Regions from separate parts of the Mus musculus genome. Here all the other regions are linked to region 1. Evidence: chromatin contacts called from public Micro-C and promoter capture Hi-C data. All regions are on one chromosome and are shown on one strand. The core of a region is the stretch at or near the end of the contact, and the rest is flanking DNA. Distances in the headings are between cores, read along the strand shown. Region 1 holds the start of Fbxl14 (F-box and leucine-rich repeat protein 14). Region 2 holds the start of Bid (BH3 interacting domain death agonist). Region 3 holds the start of 1700072O05Rik (RIKEN cDNA 1700072O05 gene). Region 4 holds the start of Cecr2 (CECR2, histone acetyl-lysine reader). Region 5 holds the start of Atp6v1e1 (ATPase, H+ transporting, lysosomal V1 subunit E1).

Region 1 (4,575 bases), core at 1,393-3,892:
TTTTCAAACCCACAAGCTCCCGTTTCGAGAACAGAACTCAGACAGGACATGAAGTTCAGCCTCCTCCCTTCATTCACATAGCCTCAGGCTCTCTGCTGACACGGCTCACTCCCCGACAGGACGGGAAGCCTCACTAGCTAACAGCCTCACTAGCTAACCTCTCGGTGGGAAGACTTGCAAGAGGGTTGGGGTGGGGCATAATTTGCATATATAATACTCCTCTTCAAGACTCAAATCTGCATCTCAAACAAACAAACAAAAAGGAAATTCTGCTCTCATTTCTCCCATACATTTGTGCTATAAATTAAATCAATATAGAAACATGGTTGGGTCATCAAAGCCCAATAGACTGGGGGTGGGGTGGGGGGTGGGGTCGTAGCCAGGATGCGGAAGTGGGGCACATTGGGTACAGGGAGGTTGGGAAGAAGCCAAAACCAAAAACAGATACAAACCCAGTGGGCATCTTTCCAGTCTAGGCACAAAAATGTTTCAATCTCAAAATATCTCTCTTGTAGAATTCCAGGGCTTAAGAGAAAAAAGTAAACTAAAACGAGGTAGCCAGACATATATATATATACATACACACACACACACACACATATATATATATATATATATATGAGAATATACTCAGCAGAAAGAAAAAAGAACAATGATTTCAAATTTCTTTGAAAACTAAAAAGGAAGCAGATAAAAAACAAAACAAAAAAACAGAACAAGAACAAAACCAGAACCGAAGTGAGTTGCAGATACCAAAGGGGCAGCGATGAGAGGAGACTGGCTACAAAGTGGATGAGAAGGCTGTTCAAGTCGGGCTTGCTTTCTACACGTTTGGAATTAAAAGCCAGATCACAGTATCCAAATGAAAGTGTAAGTGAAGGCAGGCATCTTTCCTCAACTCCTCGGGGTTGAAACGACTAGTCCCTCCCCGCCCCCACCCCATTTCCAAATGCAGTGCCCCAGGATACAGTTGTCGGTGGCTGAAAGTCTCCATACCCTGCAGAAGAGTGGGCAGAGAAACAGCAGGGTCCATCTCTCCCCTCACTGGGAAAGGAGAGTGGGTAGAGGGAGCAGAACAACTCCAGACGCAGTGGAGAGGGGCGCCAGACTAGGAGAAGAGAGCCCAGGCTTCCGTCATCGCCCCACCGCGGCCACTGCCCTGAACGTGTAAGTGCGCGCGTGAGTGTGCGGAACAGTGGTGGTCCTGGGATGAACAGGGCGGGGCGGGGGAACTGGAACTGCCGCCCTCACCTGACCTTCTCACTGTCCGTCATCTGCCAAAGTCCCAGGTTAAGTACCTTGAGGCAGGGCAGCTGCGTGATGCGCTCCAGGCCGCGCTTGGTGATCCTGGTGCAGCCGTACAGATCTATGCCCGTGAGCTGGCTCAGGTGCTCAGCGATCAGCTCCAGGCCCTTGTCCGTGATGCGCACACACTGTCCAATGTTGAGCGTGCGCAGCCCGTGCATCTGCCGCACCATGCGGTTGATGCCATCGTCACTGATATGGCAAGAGCAAAGGGAGAGGGACTTGAGGCCGTCCAGTCCCTGGGCTATGTACGCCAGACTCTGATCTCCCACCTTGTCACAGAACGACACATCCAGACCGGAAAGGCGCAGGCTGCCCATGGCCAGATGCATGATGCCGGTGTCGCTGATGTTGTCGCAGGAGCGCAGGTTCAGGCTGCGCAGGCTGCCCATGTGCGACAGGTGCAGAAGGCCCGCGTCCGAGATGCCGCCGCAGAAGCTGAGGTTGAGGAGCCGGAGGCCCGTCAGCCCTCGCGAGATGTGCTTCAGGGAAAGATCCGTGAGTTTCTGGCAGTCCTGAAGAGTGAGCTGCTCCAGGCCCAGGCAGCCCTCGGCAGCGCTGCGCGTCATGCCGGCCAGGTGCCCGATGCCCACATCCGAGAGGTGGCGACAGCTGCGGAGATTAAGGCTCTTGAGGCGCTGCAGCCCCCAGGCAATGAGCAGAAGGCCGGTGTTGGTGATGTTGCTGCAGCCCCCCAGCTCCAGCACCTCCAGGCCCTTGAGGTACTGGGCTATGCGGCCCAGGCTGCTGTCGGTGATCTGCTTGCAAAGGCTCAAGTTGAGAGCGCGCAGCGAGCCGATCTCCTGCACGAACGCGTGGCCCAGGCCGTTGTCGGTGAGGTTGTAGCAGCCGCTGAGGTTGAGGCTCTCGATGTTCGCCATGCCCTGGATCACGTAGCTGAGGCTGCGGCGGAGGCTGAGGATCTGCACGCGGCGGATGCCCCGGGCCTGCAGGCTGGGGAACAGCGACGGGTTCGCCCGGCGCAGGTGCAGCTTGGCCTCCACGCCCCGCCACACCGACTTGTGGTAGGCGGCGTCCCGCCAGGCCGTGCACACCTGCGCCGCGCGACCCTTGTCTCGGACGTCCAAGTAGCCGAAGATCATGGCCAGCAGCTCGGGGAACAGGCACGAGATGTGGGTCTCCATCTTCCTCCCGCCGCTACGCCGCGCCGGGTGCAGGAGGCGCGGGCGCCGCCGCCGCCCCGGGAGGCGCCGAGAGCGGCCCGCCGCGGGCCAACGGCCGCCCCTCCCCGCCTTCCGGCCGGGCCGCCGCTCCTCCTCCCGGCGCGTCCGAGCGGCGCTTCCTTCCTGCCGCCCTTCCCGCCCCCGCGCGGCCGCTCGGGCCTCACATCCCGGCCGGGGCGGGCGCCGCGTCCGCGCCCGCGCGCCGCCCCGCGCCCTGCGGCATCCCGCGCCCGGCCGCGTCGCTGCTGCGCGCGCCGGCGAGGCCCGGGCCGGGCGCTCGGGCTGCGGACGGCTTCCTGCTGCCTTTGTCTGCCGTCCGCGGTTCAAACTGCCCAGCCCCGGGCTGCTCGCACTCGGCCGCTGCGCGGGGGGACTCTGGGGCCGCCGCGCGCCGCTCCTCCCCCGCCTAAGTCGCGCGGGTCCGATTCACGGCCGCGGGCGGCGGGACGCGGCGAACTCACCGGCGTGATCGGGCCTGCGCCCTAGGAGCCGGCCAGCCGCGCTGCGCCCTCCGCGTCCTCCGCGCCGGCTCCCCCGCTCAGTGGTACGCGCCCGCGCCGCCGGAACTGGTGGAGCCGTTTCCTTGGAAACCGGGCTCTGCCCTCGGCCGCGGAGGCTTAACCCCATGCGCGCCGGGATGGCTGGCGGCCTCGCCGCACCGTGCAGCCCTAAAGAGCGCCCGATGGCCCACGGGCTGCTCCCCTCGGTGTCCACGCTTACTCCACGCCCTCTCCCGCCCGCATACTTCATCCTCTCTTGCCCGCATATTCCATCCCCTCTAGCCCGCGTTACTTCTCAGAGCGCCTTTAACCATCTCACCACACCCACTGCCCCAGTCGGGCGGCCTTCCCACCATTCCTTTCTCTTTAGTAGTGAGTCTTAATTTGGTGGAGAAAGTGGCTTTTAGTCAGCATAGTTTGACAGCTCTCGTTCTAGAAATTTCTGGAAGTTGTCCAGTGTGCCTGCCTTCCACAATCTTGTTGTTTCCATACACCCATGTGAGTTCCTTTCCCTTTCAACTTTGTGTCAAAACTTCCCACTGCTTCTGCCCCTGCCTTGCGCTCTAACCTACACCAGGTTTTGTCTTTTTCCTCGGCCACTTAGACTGTAGATTGCACGGCCCAGCTGTACGGATACCTAATACATCTGTATGTGCTGACACACATACACTCTTTGGTCTGGTTAAAGATGCTCCAGCCTTATGCTTTATGTATATTTTATGAATCTAGGGCAGAGCTCAACTCTATACAGTGTAGCCTCGGGTCTTAAATATCTGCATGAAGGATAGGATTTCAGAATTGTATTTTTATGACCCCTGAAGCCAAGAGTTTTTAGTTCAGAGAAAAGGAACCTGAGAATCTTAAATAAGTTACAAGTTCACACATCTAGATACAAAACAACCTGACTTAGCTGTTTCCTTGACTCTTTGGGAACCTGAACAAGACATCATCATCATTATTATTATTAATACATTGTATTTCTTTAATGGGGAGAGGGCATGCTCCACAGCCAGTATCTAGTGGTCAGAAGACGACTTGAAGAAGTCATCCCTCTCCTAGCATGTGGATTCCAGGATGGAACTCGGATCATGAGACTTGGTAGCAATGACCTTACCTGCTGACATCTTGCACTGAACAAGATTTGGGATGTGGTCCAAATTTGGAATACGATCGCCTTGGCTTTTAGCCACTCCTCTTTCCTAAGTAACAGATACTTGTTAGACCCGAGTGTGTACAGAACTAACAGGCACAATACACAGTAAATCCCACCCCGTGGGTCTTAATCAGGAAATGCAGTGGCTAAAATTCCTGCAGGCCCTTTGTATCTCACATTGCACATACCGAGGCCCTTAGACTTTTATGGCCTTCCTGAATATGAGGCAACATTGTTTGTCACCAAATAATTCCTGACGTATAGTGTAACAATTCTGGCTGTGCCTCAGTTTGCACTCTCCTGGGGTCATCTGGGTTATCTTCTGTTTAAACAGCCCCAGGGGCCATCTGTTCTCCCCGTCTACTGTACGAGTGCTGGAGATGGCTCTCAGCTGGTCAGGCTTAGCGGTAAGCACCGTTTCAAGCCCAAGCCG
Region 2 (4,676 bases), core at 256-2,755, 1.4 Mb before region 1:
TGTGTGTTGCCTGCATATATGTGCACCACATGTGTGCCTGGTCCTCATAGAGGCCAGAAGGGGGGTCAGTCCCTTGGAATTAGAATAACAGATGATTGTCAGCCACCATATGGGTGCTAAGTACTGAACCCAGATGGATGCTCTGTAAGAGTGAGAAGTGCTTTTAACCAGTGAGCCATCTCTCCAACCCTGCCCCCGCTGTTCATCACCAAGCTCTTCCACTATGTGATTTCAAGTGTAACTTTTTTTTTGGCGGGGGGTGGGGGGGTGGGGGAGTGGGGGGTGGGGTGGGGTTGGTTTTTCGACAGACAGGGTTTCTCTGTATAGCCCTGGCTGTCCTGGAACTCACTTTGTAGACCAGGCTGGCCTCGAACAGAGGCCTCCCAAGTGCCGGGATTAAAGGCGTGCGACACCACGCCCGGCTTCAAGTGTAACTTTTATTGATCGTAAAATTAGAGCCATCTTCCTTTAAGAAGAATTGGAAAATATAAAGAGGAAAAAGAAACCCTGGAGATGGCTCGGTTTGTAAAGTACTTCATATGCGTAAGAACTGGACTTTGGATCCCTAGCACCCATGTAAAAAATAGAGTGCTGTGTGTATCTACAATTCCATTGTTATTGGTGCACAGTGGAAGCTTCCTGGAGCTCACCTGGCAGTCAGCCTAGGGAAATCACGCGTGGAGCTGGGAAGCTGGTCCACTCCCCTCACCCCACACCATCTCAAAAGAAAAAAAAAAAAGGTGGAAAGGTGGAGAGTGATGAAGGAAAACACTGACCTCTGGCTTAAATACACACATACACACACAAACACACACCAACCATGTGATTTTTTTTTTTTTTTTTTTTTTTTTTTGTCTTCTCAGATCCAGTTTCTCTGCTCAGGAACAGCAATTTCCATGGTTCTATTTACTTCCTCATACTTCCAGAATTCACTTTCTTGTTTCTCTTTCACTTTTGTCACTGTCACGTGTCCTTTGGGGGTACTGGCTGGCACTTAAGTATATAGCATTGGGACTTCTCTGGACAGGGGAACTAGCTAGCAGTTTGAGATTATCTGCTAGCCTCCTGGTTCTTTCCACATTCATCCTTGCTGATTCATTCCATGACCGAGAACCCCGCAACCCCCATCCCTGCCTTCCCCACAAGAGTTTAAAAATTCTGCAAGCAGCTGCGCAGGAGAAACAATAGGGACCTCCCAGCATCTCTGATAGGGCCGATTCTGACAGGGTCACTAGTCTTGAGTGTGCCAACCCTGCTATGTAATACATCAAGACAATGCGGAGAGGTCGGGATCAAGTATGACACCCCATCCTCACGAGGGCAGGTCGCCCAGGCTTTGGGGACTCTGGGGAGCGCAGGTTCCGGGTGTACCTTCCTTCCTGTCCCCCGTAGCGAGCCGGTAGGACCCTTGGGTTTCCGCAAAGTGTGGCCAGTCGGAGGGCGGAGCATCCGGAGGGCGGGGCTATCACAGGGGCGGGGCTCCCGGGCGAGCACGAGGAAAGGTAGGTGGAGTAGAGCGCCGGGCCGAGTGTGGCTCCGCAAACCTTTGCCTTAGCCCGTTCGCCGCCCGGTACCGGCGCAGCGGCGTCTGCGTGGTGAGTATGCCCACCCTACTGGGCGCCCCCACAGTTCCCCTCTGGGAGGACGGGGTCGGCACGGAGCTCAGTTTCGTATGCTATCGATCCTTCGTGATGGCGGGGCTCTTGCGCCTTGATGGAGGCGGGGTGAGGGCGCCGGCCACAGGGTGCCACCGCGGAGCTGAGGGGAAGGCACTCACTCGAAGGCCTGGGGCGTGCGCCACTCGCGGTCCCCCTCAGCGCTCGGTCCTGGTCCGCTTCGGGCAGGCCTCCTGGTGGACCCGGGGTCCCCGCGGTCGCGCGCCACTCGGCAGGTGCGCGCAGAGCTGGAAAGGCGGGCCTGAGGTCTCGCTGCGCTCCGCTATGGCCACCCACAAAAATCAACAAGGAACGGCTACAGCCCACAAATGGGCCCTGCAAAAGCCCTGGAACCCCAACCCAGGGAACACAGACCTTGGAAGACTGCAGCGAGGGGCACCTTTCCTACACCCGTGGGCACTACTGTGTGCACAGCTCACACTCACGCCTGAACTGTGAGGAAGTGGCTGACCCCTCCGCATCTCCAGTACCCAAAATGGTTTGAAAATGTGCACAGACTGGTTGCTGATGTTTTTAAAAAGTTTGTTGAATGGTTGGCTGAATAACCCTATAGGATTCTAGAAGAAACCCACAGTCTTCAGCCACCAAGTGGCCTGGGCCCACAAGGATTCACACATTCGTTCATTCATTCTTTCGTACATTCATTTACATACTCAACAAATAAGTGTGGACCAGGGACGGATCAGGGTAGAACTTTGTGGGTGGTGAGAGGCTGGAATGAAGAGCTCTGTAAAGGACCAGGTGGTGTTGAGTATGGGACTTCTAGGCTGGGCTTGACCTTCATCTGATAAGCCACATAGTTCTGAGTCAAGAGCATCCTGAGGACCCAGGCAGGGCTCCCCTACTTTCCCAGGCTACTGCCTGGTGCCATGGCCAGGATTGCCCTTACTGGAAGACTACCTTGAAGCCGGGTCTAGGATAAGCTAGCTGTGGAATGGAGCTGGGAGAAACCACAAGAAGGATGTGGACTTTCCACATTCCAGCTCTACCCAACCAGGAGACTTTGCAGCCCTGCCCCATCCCCTGGGACTTGGTCCCAGGCACTACCCTGGCAGTCAGCTCTGAGTGTTTCCATGGGGGGGGGGGGAGCCTGATCCAGTGCTGGGGCTGAGTTCAGAGGCTTTAATACTTGAGTGGGCTGAGCTCTAAGAAGGACTCGGCTGGGTGGTGGTGGGGAAGCAGGGTGGCGATTGTGTGTGTCCTGGCCTCTACTGCCTCTCTTGCCCAGAGAGGGAATGGCAGGGAGGTTGGCTTATTACAGCTGGGTTAGCAGGCATTTCACCCACTGACGCAAGGTGCTATCTCCTGGCTACTGCGGGGTGGAGTTGGGTACAGGCTTTGGTGATGGCAAGTGAAGAGAAGCCGGCTGGATGTGGCATGCTCTATAAAGAGATTTAAGTAGCCCCAAGGTGGCCAGGTTACTGGAGCTCTGAAGGATGAGTTGAGGGTGTACCTGAAAAGTGGGCTGTTAGGGCAGTTACTGGCGAGGCTGGGGGAGGGGAAGTGATGCTCACAGCTTGAGGTTACCTGGTTCCTCTTATTTGCAAGAAAGAATAGCCTACGGGGGGGGGGGGCACAGTGCTGGGTGCCTGGCCTCCGGAAGGAAGGCCTGATGACACAGCCTTTTAGACCTTCCGAAGGGCACTGCATGCTTTTCCAGCTGCCCTTTTGCTCTCTAGTGGGAAGCTGAGGGTTGGGGACCCACATCTAGGCTGTGTTCAAGACCAAAGAGCCATTCCTCATCAGGGAGACAGTGAATCTGATGGTTCCAAGGATGAGAGTTGGAAACTGCCCGTCCATAAGAAGCCCCCACTGTGGGTCTGTGGTCACTGGACATTTTGTCTGTGGTTGTATCTCTGGCCACCATTTGCTGGGCCGTGGCTGTGGAGGGCAGCTGGTGTTTCTGTTTCTTTCTGGGCACGCTGCCTGGCTGGCCAGTCTCAGAGGCCACATGTATTTTTCCTCATAGTCTGAAGGAGACAGATAAACTGAAGCTTCAGGTTGGAGGGCAGTGATGGGCAAGTGCTATACAGAGCCTTCTGGGTCTGATAAGCCCACAGAGAGCTTTGTTTTCCTTCTCAAATTTCTTTTTTTAAAAGGCAGAATGTCGCCCAGACTTGTCTCCAACTCCTGCTCAACAATACCTCCTTGCTGGGCCGTGGTGGGACACCTTTAATCCAAGAACTCAGGAGACAGAGGCCAGTGGATCTCTGAGTTCCAGCCAGGGCTGTACAGAGAAACCCTCCAACAAACAAACAAACAAAACAAAACAAAAGAGTACTTCCTGCCTCGTCCTCCTAAGTACTGGGACTACAGAGTGTATCGTTTATTTTAATTAACTCATGTCGTATTACAATAATTAGAGACTAGATTATTACTTCCTTCTTCAGAAAGGTACATTGGGCAGAGAGGGGCTAATTTACTTACCCAGGGTCTCAAAATCAGGTGGAAAACTCCCAGTTTAACTGTACCACCTGATTCTCAGGCTGCGCCCTGCTTCCCAAGGGAGGTCCATCTGTGGAGCCCAATAGTCCTCGGGGGTAAGGAACAGAGAGGATGCCCACGGTGTTGTTTGCTTTTTTAACACTAGGGAAAACCCCGGCCTAGTGTTTGTTCCATGTGCATTCTGCCACTGAGTCAGACATGCACAGCCCCTTCCTGTGGACTCTTCCCCCTAGCAGGTAGAGGGAGACAGGGCAGCTAGGTGTATGAATGGGGAAGCTGGAACTTTAGTGCCAGGGACCTTTATGGTGGGGTTTCCCCCACGAACCATCCTGGCAGATGTCCACAGCAGATGTCTCCAGTTCACTGTGTCTTACTCTCTGACTCTTCTCCCTCGACTTTCGCTGGTCCAAACAGGGATATTTCCGACAAAAGGGTGGTAGCATCTACCCTGAGCTAAACAAGATGAAAGGCAACCATTTCTAGAGGTGCTGCCATCTTGAAAATTGAGTTCTTAGTTGGCTTTATGGGCATTTATCCTCACAGACATGTTAGCCT
Region 3 (4,954 bases), core at 2,119-4,618, 1.1 Mb before region 1:
CCTATGCTTGCTGGCCTCAGACCCAGTGGGAAAGCTTCCCCGTTGGAATCCATTCAGCTCATGTGACAAGCTACATAATATAATATGTTCATCCCCAAAGATGCCAGTCTCCTATAAGTCTGCCTGCCTCTTTGACCCAGGAAAAGTCTGATTTAAAAAAAAAAAAGAATCAGCATTATATCTTTCTGGGTTAAATCAATACCTTGGTTAAGCGATGAAATGCCTCAATCCCACTCAGAGTCCTGTGAAAACATCTTAGTTCTTCCCTTAGCTGCATTAGATCTTGTTAGGGAAAAAGGAACCAGTGTTTAGATGGAGCAAGATTCTCCACTCCATCTCCTGCAGAGGGAGTGCAGTTGATCTGGGGACAAGTAAAGGAATAAGCAACTAGGAAACAATTGGATAAAGTGAATGGGGTTTTACAGGGGAGGGTGGCAGAAGGGCCTCTGCCCCTTTATCTATAGAAGTCTGGTTCTCCATAGCTGGGGCTTACTTTTGTTGACCACTACAGTTGGTAGAGCTGTGTCAACTTTTTACTCTGAGAAAGTTTAGGGTCATCCCATAAGGGAAAAGGCCTGTCCTTAGCTGCTTTGGGCCTCTGACAGAACAGATCTACCCTGGGTAGTCTTAGAATACTTCCTTTGGGAACAGGTCTCTCTTTTCAGCTTGTAGCCATGCCAAGCTGGTATAGAAAAATACTAAGCATATTCCCTTCAAGATCTGAAGACCAGGGGCTGGTGAGATGGCTCAGTGGGTAAGGGCACCCGACTGCTCTTCCGAAGGTCTGAAGTTCAAATCCCAGCAACCACATGGTGGCTCACAACCACCCGTAATGAGATCTGGTGCCCTCTTCTGGTGTATCTGAAGACAACTACAGTGTACTTACATATAATAAATAAATAAATCTTTAAAAAAAAAAAAAAAAAAAAAAGATCTGAAGACCAAAGAAGCCCCAGTATCCTGGAAAATACTTGAGAGGAGGGGATGCAGAAGGTGGGTTGTTGGCCATCTGAAGAAAGAAAGAATCAGTGTTTATAGATCATTTATCTTTTTCCTCTGAGTTCGGGGTTCTCTGTGACTATATACATACGTACATCTATCTATCTATCTATCTATCTATCTATCTATCTATCTATCTGGTGACTTCATGTGAACCTTCTCCCCATTTTAACTGGTCAAATAAAGGCTAGAGCTTGTGATTGGGCAGTGGAAAGGAAAGGTGGGGGTGGAGGTTTTAGAGAGGGAGATGAGGAGATGGAGGAGACAGAGGAAGGCAGAGGAAGAGGAGTGGAAGGAAGATGGTGCAGAATCACGTGGCCTGGAGAAGCGTCATGTAACAAGGGATCTCGTAGCTGGGGAATACGGTACTGCAGTGGTAGATCTGCCCAATCTAGGCGTGAAGCTTATAAATATTACAACTGAATCGTGTGTTCTTTTCATGGGGTTATTGGGGTGGGGATTTACTGCAACACCTTACTCGTTCCCGTTCAGTTTATTTCCTTCACACAACCACCACCTTTCCATAGCAGCCAACTTCAGTGACAACCTTCCCTCATGCTTTCCTCTTCTCTAGCCCTACTGAGCCATCAGGAAGGATGGATCCCTTAAAGAAATGCCTGTTCTCACCTCTGTGGCCTCTCCCCATTCTTACTAACTGCCCCCACCCCCCCCCACACCCTGTTCTCTTCATTCCTCACAAGGGTTAGAATTCAGACCAGGCAGGCAGGTCACACCCATCTGCAGCTGCATCTCTCTGCACCCTCACAGTTGATTCTGCATACAGGCCCCAGGCTGATAACTCCATACTGTTAGAGGTTATCAGAACACATCCCACATAACGTCCGGTCCGTCCGTTAAGTTAATTAAATGAGTCTTCCCAGTTGGTGTTCTTCACATTCCTCTCAGGAGTTCAAGAACTGTCCCTCCCCCCACCACACCACATCCCAGTCCCAGTGCTGCCTTAGAGTCAGAGAGACAACCTGATTACAAGCTTGTAGTCTGGACAACTTGTCTACCTCCTGGCATGGGACCTCCCCCGATCTTTGAAAACCTGTGAGACAGCCCTTTCTGCTTGGCCATGTGAGCCTGAACTGTCTTCAAAGACTTTGTTATGCCGTTGTCTCTTTACCCACAGCATTAATAATCCCACATGTCTCTTATCCAAAAGGACATTCTGCCTCAGTGTTCCCTCTCAGTCCCAAACAGTAAAGCTTCGATTGACTCCGCTGTTGCACTTATGTTTGATACTTAAATCTTTGTCTTACAAAGGACCCACTTTTTCCAGTCTCCTTTAGACTAGCGTTCCTACTCCTGAGACTCCATGCCCAAGTCCTGGAGTAGTAGGTAAAGGTAATTCTGTGTTTTCTATACCATGCACCCTATCTGATTGTTCTGTCTACGTTGGCCCATACTTCCTATTGTCTCTATAATCAAGATGCCTGCAGTTATTTTTTTTTATTAAGTAGTTTAAGCTGTATGTTTCTGTACAGTGACTCCATTGAGCCATGCCTAAAGACTGGGCTGAGTATGTATATCATGGAACAGCCTGTTGGGCTTCTATTCTTGGGGGAAAGCATAGAATAAAATGACCTATTGTCACCATGCAATGTCTCCCTCCTCCCCCCTCCATTGCTCTTGATCAGAGCAGGACATTGAGGGAAACTTATCTGTCTCCTGAGGGAGGTGACAAAGCAGACATGGGTCAGGATGTGCACTAGTTTCTTTATGTTACTGTGATAAAAAACTATGACCCAAAAAAGCAACTTTTTTTTTCCTGAAAAAAAAAAAAAAAAAAAAAGCCAGAAAGGGGAATTTCAACCAGATGGTTTCACTGTGTAGCCCTGGCCATCCTGCAACTCATTCTGTAGATCAGGATAGCCCTAAACTCACAGAGCATTACCTGCCTCAGCCTCTAGTACTGGGAATGAGGGTGTGCCCCACCCTTGCCTGGCTCCAGACGCTTTTCTTGAGAGAAGGGTAGTACACTTCAGAGCAGCAGGAGGACAGGGGAGACCTCTGCCAGCCTATGCTCCGGAGCAACTGTAGTCCAGGAGCTTTCGAGTAATGCAGAGAGTAATTTCGAGTAATCCTGTCGCTTGCCTGTCACTCCAAGACCGTGGCCCTGGCAAAGCACAGACTCCGGAGAGCAAAACTAGATCCCACAGGCCCAGCACCAAGGGCAAAAGGGGATTGGTTGTGTTCACCTCAGCATCATGTGCTCTGAGTATGAGGATCAGAGCCATGCTAGATGCTTTTTCCCCAGCTGGCCGGGTCCGGTGTTTTAGCTTGAGGGTTATGGTGACGCACAGACCCAAAACTGCAGCAGGTGGAAGTCAGTTTTCTCACCCTTTCCAGGAGGTCCCCTGCCTGCGCTCTGGATTCTAGGCTTAGAGACTGGGAGAATCAGGTGAGTGAGTCACAAAGGGGAGGGATGTGAGTAGCGTGCGTGACAGCACAAACATAAAGCTCTTGCTGTCACCAACATGGCAGCAGGGAGCACGGTGTCTCAGTGGAAGGAGCATCCTGAGACATGGCAACCCAGGCACACACAGCCTCCTCAGCAGAGGGAAATGTTGCAGCTCCCAGGAGAGGTCTGTTATGGATCCTCTGTCGTATGCCCAGCCGAGCTCAGACGCCTCAGCTCTGCTCCTTCGCTTCTCTTCATTGCTTCTTTTACTCTTGTTCCAGGGGGTGGAGGGACAAATACAGGGATGACCACCTTCTGTTGCAGGGCAAAGGGCAAGGCAAGATGAGAAGGCAAAGGCAACACCCTAGGTTGTCTTCTGACCTCCACACGAATGCCAGGCTCAGCACACCTACATGTATACACATGAACCTATGTCTACACACCTAAAAATAAGTAATCAAGTAAGAGTTCAGACAGAACTTAAGAAACAATTTAAAAATCATGCCTGACAGTGGGTAATCCGAGCCTCCAGGAGGCTGAGGCAGGAGGACTGCCTGTCAGTTGAAGGCCAGCTTGTACCACAGTGAATTTCAGGCCAACCTGGCCTGCAGAACGAGATCTTGTTTATAAATAAATAAGCAAATAAATAAAACCAACAAAAATCCAGCACGCTGGTGATCTGGACCAGTGGTTAAAGAACACACTGTGCAAGCCTGGTGGTCTGAGTGTGTTCCATGGAGCACATAGTGTGGCCAACAACTCATGAATCACAGACCTGAGTTCTGGGGTTGGAGATTCTTCTCGGCAGCTATCACTGCTTAGATAACCTTGCAGAAGGCCATTGTGAATTATATAATATTCACTTCTGAGCTCTGTACTTCCTACTTAATTTACTTTCTGAGTTTTTAATGCACATCCGTCCAGGATGCAATCCTTCGGGGAGGAAATTTCTACTCAACGATGGCTTACCGCCCTTCTCTCAGGGCTGAGGAGGTGGCTCAGTGTGCAAGACATTCACCACATAAACTGAGGACCTGAGTTCAAATCCACAGTCACAGAAATCCAGACTTCCTCAGCTATGTCCTCAGCAGCAGTTTCCAGACATCCCCCCTCCCCAGCCCCCAGCAAGTTTCCAGCCCCCGACACCCAAGAATAGAATGTCTGTAGAGATGGACCCGACTTATAGCTGTAGCCTAGCCTACCCTGGAATTCCATAGTGTGCTTTAAATCAGACCTGTGAGCTCACTTGTGTCTCTCTTTCTATCTTGGTAATGGGACACCCCAGCATGCTGGACCTCTGCAGAATAAAATGCTCTTTGTGTTTACTTTTGTGAATCACAGACCCTTACAAGACTCTGACCTCAGAAGCAGGGCAACAGTCTCTTGCAAATTGGAAGTAATTTCCTTCAGGGATCTTCTGTGTGCATTAACTGACAAATAACATTGCATTTGTCACAATAAACGTTACAAATAACTTTTAAAGTCCCGTGAGAGCAGAGCTGGGGATGTAGCTCAGTGAGAAGACTGCCTGCCTGGGCCACACGCAGC
Region 4 (4,726 bases), core at 232-2,731, 1.2 Mb before region 1:
AGAGTCAACAAATTAAAATCAAGATTCGGGGGGGGGGGGGGTGAAGAGGCAACCACAACGGTCAGACTTCCCAAATAAATTACTTTAATTTTGATTACTTCCATTGTAAAGGCAGTCACAAAACTGAAAACAGTAACTGACCAACAACAGTTTCTTGTACCTTTGTCCCAAGGAAGAAAAAAAAAAAAAAAAAGGGTGATTAAGTCCCTACAGACAGGAAAAAAAGCAACTCAACCTGCCAACCAATCAGTATTTCACAATTCCTTCCAAAAATAAATGCCAGGATGCTGCTTCGGACCATCTTATACATTCCGTTTCCCACACTCCCGCCACCGTCCTTGTCATTAGGACCCTCGGATTTTAGTCCAGTTATCACAAAGCCTCGGGTCTTGAAAGCACCTTCGGCCTGGCCAGAAAGCCATTCCTTTCCTCCTCGCTCGCCCGGGGGAATAATGGTGGCGAAATCAACTCAGAGAGAGAGCTCCCGGAATACGGACGGCTGCGCCTTCCTCCGTAGAGGAGCTGTTTTAAAAGGGAGGGGGGCCCAAACTTTCCCTCCACAGTCTCGGCGTCCCGAGCGACGGTGAGCGACGGGCGGTCCCACAAGGAGAACGCCCCAAGCCCAGGCCCCATCTGCGCCCGCCCGAAGTTGACTCGAAGCGCCCGAGAGTTACGGGCCTCCGCAAGTCCGCCAAGTGCGACCCGGGCGAGCGTCTCCCGAGCAACGCCGCCCCTGCCCGAGGCCGCTCCCGCCCCGCCGCTGTGGCCCCCGGCGCGTGAGCCCGCATCGCGTCCCGGTCCCCGCCTGAGCAGCTGCTCGCCGCCTCCGAGGCTCCAGCGGGGAGCGCGCGCGCACTCTCGCCCTCAGACCGGCCGAGAAGTCCCGGGAGAGCCCCGGGGTCCCGCGCCGACAAAAGCAGGCTCGACCCCCGCCGGCGAGAGCGCGCGGGGCCACGGGGAGCCCGTGCCGGCCGCCAGCCTCGTGCCCGCCGCCGAGCCCCCTCGCCGCCCGCACTCCGCGCCAAGTCGGCGGCCCGCGACTCCCCGCAGAGAAGCGCGGAGAAAGGGCGCAGCGCCGGCTACTCACCTCGATCTCGAAGTCGGGCAGGCGGAACGCCGTGCGAAAGAGCGAGCAGAAGTGCGCGATGGCCGGGACTTCCCACCAGGAGCGGAGCTCGCCCAGCCCGGCCGCGCCGCCTTCCTCCGGGCACATCTCCCCGCCGCGCTCGCTCACTCGCTCTCGCTCGCTCGCTCGGACTCCGGCCGCCGGCAGCGCCTCTCACTCAGCGCGCGGCGGCTCCCGCCGCTCGGCGTGAGCTCAAGCGGAGGCGCGGCCGGGCGGGGGGCGGCGGTCCGACTCGCTCAAGCGGCCGCTGCTCGGGCAGCCGGCGGGGGCCGCGCGCTCGCCCCGTCCCGCCGCGGCCGTGCGGCCGCCCCCAATCCCATACAATATAATCCACTCAGCGCTGAGGAAAACAGATGGGGCTGGGGGTGGGGAGGGGGCCCGGCAGAAACCTGGGAGGAGGGGCCGCCCACGAGGAGGGGGCGGGGCCGGCGCGCACCACAACAACAACCCCGCCCCCACCCCTGCGCGGACAGCTGCACCGAGGGCGGGGGAGGGGGAGCGGGCGAGCCGCGCCCGGGGAGGGGCCGCCCGTGACGCGGAGGGGCCCGCGCGCAGCCCGCGGGCGGCCGGGCGGGTGGGAGCCGCGCTCTGCCGTGCAGGTGTTTGGGGCCGGGGAGTTCGGCGACTTTGGTGACGGAAGACAATAAGGGTCTCTCCCACCCCCACGTGGCCTCAGTGGTCGAGTCCTTTTAAAGGGCCCGCGGGGTGGTGCTCTTGCTGGGGACTCGCTCCGGGAGTGCGCACGTGTGGGATTTCAGTTATTACTGCTGTGGAGGGTGGCGCGGGACAGAGCGAGTGGGACGTCCACGCTGGAAACCGGAGGCCCGGGGAAACGACGCGCTTTCCACCTGTTCTTTAGCGCTTTTTTATTTTTATTATTATTACTATTATTAGCCTATCTGAGAACGGGACTTAAGGGAGCGCTAAAGTGCCTCGCTTCTCCAAGGGAAGAAGGTGGTGGGGCTGGTTCGGCTGGAACCGAGTAGGATGGAGGGGTAGAGTGTGGCGGGAAGGGTGGAGTAGGGGGGAGGCACCAATCAGCAGCCTAGCGGGAAGAGCAATTTCCCCCACCCCAGGGAACGGACACGTGCAGCCGCCCTGGAGGAGACTGGCTTTGAGCCCTCTGACTGCCCTCGCCGGAGCGGAGCGCGGCTGCTGCGGGCGCGAGTGCTCACAATGTGGCTGGGAGGCTGGGGGATGGGGAAGAGCCTGGAGACTAAGGACGTGTGTCCGGGTGGGGGTGGAGACCTGCCCGGGCTGCGGGAATACGCTCCGAGAGGAAGGTGCTCGGACTTTAGAAAAGTTAACTGCTATTTAGGACGGTGGAATTCTGTCTAAACCGGAAGGGGAAAAAATCACCCCCGAAATAGCCCAGAAGTTTGGAAAAACTACGTTGTAGTAGCGCCTATTTGTATTGGTCATTTGCGCTTGAGCAGTTCTACTCTAAGAGTCCTGGCTGCTTCTTTAGTCCACCTCGCCAGAAACACCGCCCCTTAGGTGCACTCAAATTCGGCTGTTTAGATAGGTACAACCCTGGAAAGAATAATAGGGAGCGAGTTTGTGAGATAGATGTGTAAGTGGGAGGCCTGGCTCGTTCCTCCTCCCTCACCTATTCTAATTACTTTAATAACTAACCTCTTGTGTCTTTGTAAGGCAGCACTTAAAAACACTAAAATCCTTAAGTTATATATCCAAGTGTGCCTTTTGTGAGCCAACTAACCTTAAGATACTTCATCTTCCCTCACACTGCCCTGTAGGTGAGAGTTAGCAACCCCTACACGCTATCTATCCCATTTTTATTTTTAAAGTTTGTTTTTGAATGTTTTCAAAACGCAGCTACTCTGTAGATACCTCATGAATGGGGGTGGAGGGATACAGGAGGGCTCCGTGGAACTTTTTTGTGAGTCTGTAGCCCAGGCTGGAGCCTCCATGTTTGACTTGCCCTGAACTGCTGTGCTCTTCATGTATCACACCATTTTCCTTTGAAAAGGGTTGCATGAAGCCCAGACTAGGGAGCAACAAGCTCTCTGCACCTTGAACCAATCCTTCCTGCACTTGCTGGGTGCTGGGGTTACAGACACTCTGGGTGCTGTGGCGTTTCTTAACATACTTGTGTCAAAGCCATTATGTTCTGACTGTTTGTTTGATCCTTCCTCCCTGGTCTCCCTGATCCTCCTATCACTCACTTCCATCTTTATCTTTTATCATTATCTAACCTTCTTAGCTGGCATCTCAGTTGTCATTACTATAGCCTAATAATAATTAACAATACCAGAAAGCAGAAAGATAAGAGAGATTTGGCTCCTTCTTAATCACTGTGATATTGAGTGCTCGTTATACCCACTACTCACCCCCATTGTAACTTCTCCCTCTGCTTATTCTCATGCTGCCAAAAGTCCTGGAAATGAAAGGTGTTGGGAGCCTGGAAGTGCTGTACTTCTGCCCCTTAAAGGGGGTCAAGATGATCGGGACCTCCTTCCTCTGAATGGATTTGCCTCAGAGGCCTGTGTCTGCTTGAATGTCCCATATGGGTTAGTGTGACACCAGCCATTGACTATTACCAATATGCAACTCTGTTTCAGTCTGGCTCTGGTCCGACGGTTCTTAGGTCCGACCATTGGATTAGACTGGCTACTGTTGAACAGCCACTTCCTGGACTTGGCAGCCCTGGATCCTTGACTCGGCTCCGAACACTAGTTTTGCCTTTCCCTATGCCTACCTGCTTCAGACCTGTCTCCTGGACTAACTTGGAATCTAGAATAAGGACCCCTGTGGGAATGCAAGTATGGGAATTCTTAAAACAATTGTCACCTGTTTGGATTGTTCCTTTTGCTCTTGATTTGTTCCAACCTAGCCCATTCTCTCTCAGATCACCAGAGTTAGCTAAGTCTTCCCTATACCATGTCTCACTCTTGTTCTTTTCTACTCTTGAGCAGTGCCTTTAACCTCCAGTGATGCTGAGGCTACCTGGAAATAATTCTTTTATTCTCTCTACAGCTTCCATTTCATAACCTCTTCTCCCTGGGTATTTTCCATTAAAGGGGAAATTAGTCCTGACAACTTGAGTTTGAGCCCCTGACCCCACTTGGTAGAAGAAAGAGAATCAAACACCATCTTGGCACACATGCACACCCACACACATAGAAAACAAAAGCATGCCGGGCAGTGGTGGCACACGCCTTTAATCCCAGCACTTGGGAGGCAGAGGTGGCAGATTTCTGAGTTCAAGGCCAGCCTGGTCTACAGAGTACAGAGTGAGTTCTAGGGCAGCCAGAGCTATACAGAGAAACCCTGTCTCCAAAACACCAAAAGAGAAAAAAAAATTTTTTTTTAATTTAAAAAAAAAAGAAAGAAAAAAAAGCACTCGGGAGGTAGAGGCCCAAGAATCACAAGTTTAAGTCTAGCCTCCACTACACAAAACCAAAGACTAGTTTAGATTACATGAGAATCTGTTTCCTTTTCTTTTCTTTCTTTTTTTTTTTTAAGATTTATTTGTTTTATGCAAGTACACTGTCGCTCTCTTCAGACACACCAGAGAGGTAGTTGCTAGGACTTGAACTCAGGACCTCGGCAAGAGCAGTCAGTGCTCTTAGCTGCTCT
Region 5 (4,957 bases), core at 1,960-4,459, 1.3 Mb before region 1:
CAATTGTGTGTACTCCACTGCTGCTGCTGTTCTTGGTACTGGCATCTCCAAAATGCTGCTGTCTTCCACTGTAACTTGGCTTCAACAATAGCCTCTCATAGGCTCTCTTCATGGTGCCAAGCCTCAACTCCTTTGTATGACCCCTTCAGTCCTGGGCCATCATTTACAACTGAGCTGCACCTTCACCAATGGCCTTCCATGACTCTCACAGTGCCAAACTTCAGCTGCTCTTCATGATACCTTCATACCTTCAAAACCAGTACCACCTGGGTAACATTACCAAATCCAGCCACAGCACAAGGTACAACCTTGGCTACCTATGGAACACAGCCTCTGTGTTCTCAGAAAACACTTCCAGAAGATTTCACCTCAGTGATACTGGTCTCTTTTTAATCACTGCTAATTTCTTAGCTCCAGCATCAACAGTCCTGGTAATGCAAAGTTTTTGCTTTAGTAGTTCTGGTATCTTGTTAATCACAGCTGATTCTTCAGCCTTAGCTAACCAGAACCACAGAATCTTCACAATCAAAATAGCAATGGCCCTGATAAGAGTCTTAATCTTCCCTCTGAAATTTCACAAACCAGGCCTCCATCTTCTGCACTATCTTCCAAGCTCAGGCCTCCATCTTCTGCAGTATCTTCCAAGCTCCTACACAACATTCAACAGAGCTCTTAACATCGAATGGATCTTCCGGCCCAAAGTTCCAAAGTCCTTCCACAGTCCTCCCCAAAACATGGTCAGGTTGTCACAGGATTATCCCACTATGCTGGTACCAATTTGTCTTAGTCAGGGTTTCTATTCCTGCACAAACATCATGACCAAGAAGCAAGTTGGGGAGCAAAGGGTTTACTCAGCTTACATTTCCACATTGCTGTTCATCACCAAAGGAAGTTAGGACTGGAACTCAAGCAAGCCAGTAAGGAACATCCCTCCATGGCCTCTGTATCAGCTCCTGCTTCCTGACCCGCTTGAGTTCCAGTTCTGACCTCCTTTGGTGACAAACATCAGTGTGTAAATGTAAGCTGAATAAACTCTTTCCTCCCCAACTTGCTTCTTGGTCATGATGTTTGTGCAGGAAGAGAAACCCTGACTAAGACAATAACTATTTATGATTTATTATCAATATTTGACTTGTAAGTCTAATTTATATCCATGTAACACTATAGGTAATATAAAACTGACATTCTTTTTTGTTTGTTTGTTTGTTTGTTTTTGAGACAGGTTTTCTCTGTATAGTCCTGGCTGTCCTGGAACTCACTCTGTAGACCAGGCTGGCCTCGAACTCAGAAATCTACCTGCCTCTGCCTCCCAAGTGCGCCACCACCACCCGGCAAACCTGTCATTCTTTAAAAAGAGTTAGGGATGGAAAAGTTTAAACCCTGAACTCAAACTGCACATTGGAGTGGTCTGTTAGGCCCTGTATACATACCCAGTCCAAATGCTATGTTTTCACACAACTCTTTTTTTTTTTAAAGATTTATTTTATTATTATATGTAAGTACACTGTAGCTGTCTTCAGACACACCAGAAGAGGGCATCAGATCTCATTACAGATGGTTGTGAGCCACCATGTGGTTGCTGGGATTCGAACTCAGGAACTTTGGAAGGGCAGTCAGTGCTCTTAACCACTAAGCCATCTCTCCAGCCCTTCACACAATTCTTATTTAATAATAAATATTGAAGGGCTTATTTATATTAATGCTAAATCTGTTAGGGGTTTTGTTTTTGTTCTTTTAAAATGTATATGGATGCTTGCCTGTATGCCTGGTGCCCATGGAAGCCATTGGATCTCCCTGAACTGGAGTAACAGTTGTAAGCTGCCATAGGGGTGCTGAAGATTAAACTTGAGCCCTCTCGACGAGGGTGCTCTTAATCCCTGAGCCCTGTTTTTAGCCCTATGGCTTGGGTTTAAATAAAAACTATTATTTAATCTCTAGTCCAGGCAGGACTCAAATTTCCAGGCTTGATGTGGAACTTATGATTTTCCAGGGGCCATCTGAATGTGGGGATTGCAAGAATGCCTCGCCGCACACCAGCTCATGGATAGACCAACACTTTGCATGTGTTATGCAAGCATTCTGTCAACTGAGCTATGTCACAAGCAGTGAGTAGATCTTTATGTGTTTATTTGAGACAAAGTTTCTCTATGTAGCCCTGGCTATCCTGGAACTCACTGTTAACCAAGCCTGGTTTACTCACCCTGTAGACTCTGGCCTCTAACAAAGAGATCCACCTGTCTCTACCTCCTAAGGGCTGGGATTAAAGGCATGCCTCCCACGCAATGCTTTTATTTATTTATTTTATTTTATTACATTTTATTTTTGGTTTTGAGTGCTGAGTAAATTATGTAAACTGTTTACCGGGGTCTTAACCTGGTACGTGTCTGTAATCTTTTTTTTTTTAAGGTTTATTTATTTATTTTATGTGAATACACTGTCGTTGTCTTCAGACAGACCAGGAGAGGGCATGCGTGGGATACCATTAAGGAGGGATGTGAGCTACTTTGTGGTTACAGGCAGTGCTCTTAACCACTGAGCCATCTCTCCGGTCCCTTGTCCATAATCTTAACACTTAGCAGATGGAGGCAGGAAACTCAGGAGTTCAAACCTTTTGTTTGTAAACAAACAAACAACTCAACTGTTTTACTAAAACAACCGCTGAAGAAGTATAAATAATTCTGATTAAAGTCTGATACAAAAATCCCTAGTCGGGTGGTGGTGGAGCACATCTTTAATCCCAGCACTCGGGAGGCAGAGGCAGGAGGATGTCTGTGAGTTCAAGGCAGCTGGTCTATGAAGTCAGTTTCAAGACGGCCACATCTACACAGAGAAATCCTGTCTCGAAAAAGAGAAAAAAAAAAAAAGGAAGGAAGAAAAGAAACAAAGGAAGGAAGGAAGGAAGGAAGGAAGGAAGGAAGGAAGGAAGGAAGGAAGAGAAAAGGAGGGAGGGAGGGAAGGAGGGAGGGAATCCCTAAAGCTCTCTCAAGTCTCTGAAGTATTTTGTCCTTGCCAAGCAGTCACGAGTCAGTTTAAAAAAAAAAAAAAAAAAAGAGTCGCTCTGCGCATGCGCCTGGGAAAGGGCGGAGCCAAGGCAGAACTTCCGCGGGCACAGTTCTCGATCTATTGGTTGAGAAGGCTACGGCCCCTTGGTCACCAAGCCGGAACCGGAAGCGGGGTTTATAAAGTAAAGGAAGCTGGACCTCCCAGGGTTTTCGTCTCAGGTTTGCTCCGCCGCCACTTTGAACCCAGATTCGAAGCTGTCCCCTGGCCGGACTTTGCCTTCGCCATGGCGCTCAGCGATGCAGATGTACAGAAGCAGGTGAGGGCCAGGTTGGGTGTAGCGCAGCCGCAGTGCCGTCCGGAGGACAGTGTTGACGTTTGCTTTGCAGAGCAGGGTCTTCGGGTGGCCTGCGTTCATCGGGCGAGCCTGGCGGACCGCCGACACTCGGGCGCGGGTAGTGTGTGCCGGGATGGTTCGCAGACCCAGGGGAGTGAGAGGGCCTTGCACCGCATCTCACGTGACTGCTGGTCTCCTGCTTCCACTTGCCTGTCACAGAGCCCGCAGCTGACTGCCTCCCATCTCGCCAGCCCCCCTTTTTCTGGCGTTTCCACGCTTAATCCGGAAGAGTTTTGTGCAGAGGTTAAAAGTATTTTGTTTTTGTTTTCCCTGAAGCGCTATTTCACTATAGTACAGGAAAGAGACTGAGGGGAAAGAGCAGCTTGCGTTTCGTTTTGAGGATCTTCGTTATTTAAATCGGGGTTATTCATCTCCAGACGTAATCATGAACCTAAGGTGCACATTAATATTTGTCGAATGAGAAAGCCTTTTTATTTTACTTATTTATTTACTTATTTATTTTTATTTATATGAGTACACTGTCTTCAGACACACACCAGAAGAGGAATTGAACTCAGGACCTCTGGAAGAGCAGTCAGTGCTCTTAACCGCTGAGCCATCTCTCCAACCCGAGAAAGCCTCTTCTGATTGCACTCACAAGCCACAGAAATGAGTTAGAGTTTATGGAAAATAGTACTTAAATCATGAGTTCAGGTCAGGGTCTCCTGAAGCCCAGGCTGGTGTACAATCGTTTTAACTGAGAATGGGCTTGGCCTCTTGATTTTCTCTCTCTTTCTATTTCTTTCTCGATCTCTAATATACATTGGTGATTTGACTTGCTTGTATGTCTGAGTTGAGGGTGTCAGATCCTCTGGAGCAAGAGTTACAATTAAATGTGAGCTGCCATGTGGATGCCTGGAATTGAACCCTGGGCCCTTTGGAAGGTCAGCCAGTGCTCTTAATGGTAACCACTGAGCCCCCCCCCCCCTTTTGTTTGTTTGGTTTTGTTTTTCCAAGACAGTGTTTCTCTATGTAACTCTAGAACTTGTTCTGTAGAGTAGGCTGGCTTCTGACTCAACGAGATCCTCCTTCCTCTGCCTCCCGAGTGCTGGGATTACAAACACCACTACGACCCAGTGCTCTCTTGCTCCTTACGCCATTTCTCTTGAGTGCCGAGATGCCCAGTGTTTTGTACATAACCTGCATAAGGTTGTATTTTTTAAGTGCATATAATCATTTTTGGGGAAATTTATTTAAAATATTAAATGTACATTGAAGTTTTTAAATATTAGGACTATTATAATTGTAGTTGTGTGTAGTCCTAGATGGTTCAGAAGTAGTCTGAGTCATGATTTCAGGCCAGCAGCGCTTCAGAACCTGACTTTAGGCTCTAAATTCAATCAAACTGAAGGGACATAAAGCCCAGCCTGGGGATAAGGGAGACACAAGGTGCTGACAGTGCCACAGGGGAAAGTGCTTGTGCTGTTGACAGATAGCAGGTCTCCTGGGCTGCATTTAGTAGTCATTGCCAGTGGGCTTTATTGTCTCTTTTCTTTCTTTCTTTCTTTCTTTCTTTCTTTCTTTCTTTCTTTCTTTCCTTCCTTCCTTCCTTCCTTCCTT

The links. Promoter capture Hi-C pulls out the DNA fragments that hold promoters and counts their contacts. Hi-C and Micro-C count contacts between places; a contact is called where the count stands out from the background. Capture Hi-C pulls out chosen DNA fragments and counts their contacts.
Region 2: a contact with region 1 is called in a promoter capture Hi-C map of pre-B cells, with 5 times the contacts expected there. The contact joins the promoter of Bid here to the promoter of Fbxl14 in region 1. A contact is called at or near these places in 1 of 39 promoter capture datasets (pre-B cells) and 1 of 484 Hi-C or Micro-C datasets (B cells).
Region 3: a contact with region 1 is called in a promoter capture Hi-C map of pre-B cells, with 7 times the contacts expected there. The contact joins the promoter of 1700072O05Rik here to the promoter of Fbxl14 in region 1. A contact is called at or near these places in 2 of 39 promoter capture datasets (liver and pre-B cells).
Region 4: a contact with region 1 is called in a Micro-C map of embryonic stem cells, with 4 times the contacts expected there. The contact joins the promoter of Cecr2 here to the promoter of Fbxl14 in region 1. A contact is called at or near these places in 1 of 39 promoter capture datasets (pre-B cells) and 2 of 484 Hi-C or Micro-C datasets (both in embryonic stem cells).
Region 5: a promoter capture Hi-C map of liver shows a contact between it and region 1, with 5 times the contacts expected there. The contact joins the promoter of Atp6v1e1 here to the promoter of Fbxl14 in region 1. A contact is called at or near these places in 3 of 484 Hi-C or Micro-C datasets (B cells, CD4 T cells and CD8 T cells), 1 of 115 datasets of contacts at active chromatin or transcription factors (pancreatic cancer cells) and 2 of 9 other capture datasets (adipose tissue and liver).

The regions. Positions count from the first base shown.
Region 1 is chr6:119,477,735-119,482,309 of GRCm38.p6, reverse strand. It overlaps Fbxl14 (F-box and leucine-rich repeat protein 14), which reads right to left and starts at 2,642. Exons shown (of 1, transcript NM_133940.3): 1 at 1-2,642. The coding sequence starts at 2,450. The coding sequence ends at 1,248. All of the region lies in intron 1 of Wnt5b (wingless-type MMTV integration site family, member 5B), which reads left to right.
Region 2 is chr6:120,913,653-120,918,328 of GRCm38.p6, reverse strand. It overlaps Bid (BH3 interacting domain death agonist), which reads left to right and starts at 1,505. Exons shown (of 6, transcript NM_007544.4): 1 at 1,505-1,595.
Region 3 is chr6:120,553,210-120,558,163 of GRCm38.p6, reverse strand. It overlaps 1700072O05Rik (RIKEN cDNA 1700072O05 gene), which reads right to left and starts at 3,368. Exons shown (of 4, transcript NR_045733.1): 1 at 3,204-3,368.
Region 4 is chr6:120,663,069-120,667,794 of GRCm38.p6, reverse strand. It overlaps Cecr2 (CECR2, histone acetyl-lysine reader), which reads right to left and starts at 1,481. Exons shown (of 19, transcript NM_001368706.1): 1 at 1,088-1,481. The coding sequence starts at 1,213.
Region 5 is chr6:120,820,950-120,825,906 of GRCm38.p6, reverse strand. It overlaps Atp6v1e1 (ATPase, H+ transporting, lysosomal V1 subunit E1), which reads left to right and starts at 3,209. Exons shown (of 9, transcript NM_007510.3): 1 at 3,209-3,319. The coding sequence starts at 3,287. Gm38889 (a long non-coding RNA gene) reads left to right here. Exons shown (of 3, transcript XR_869411.3): 3 at 1,991-2,099.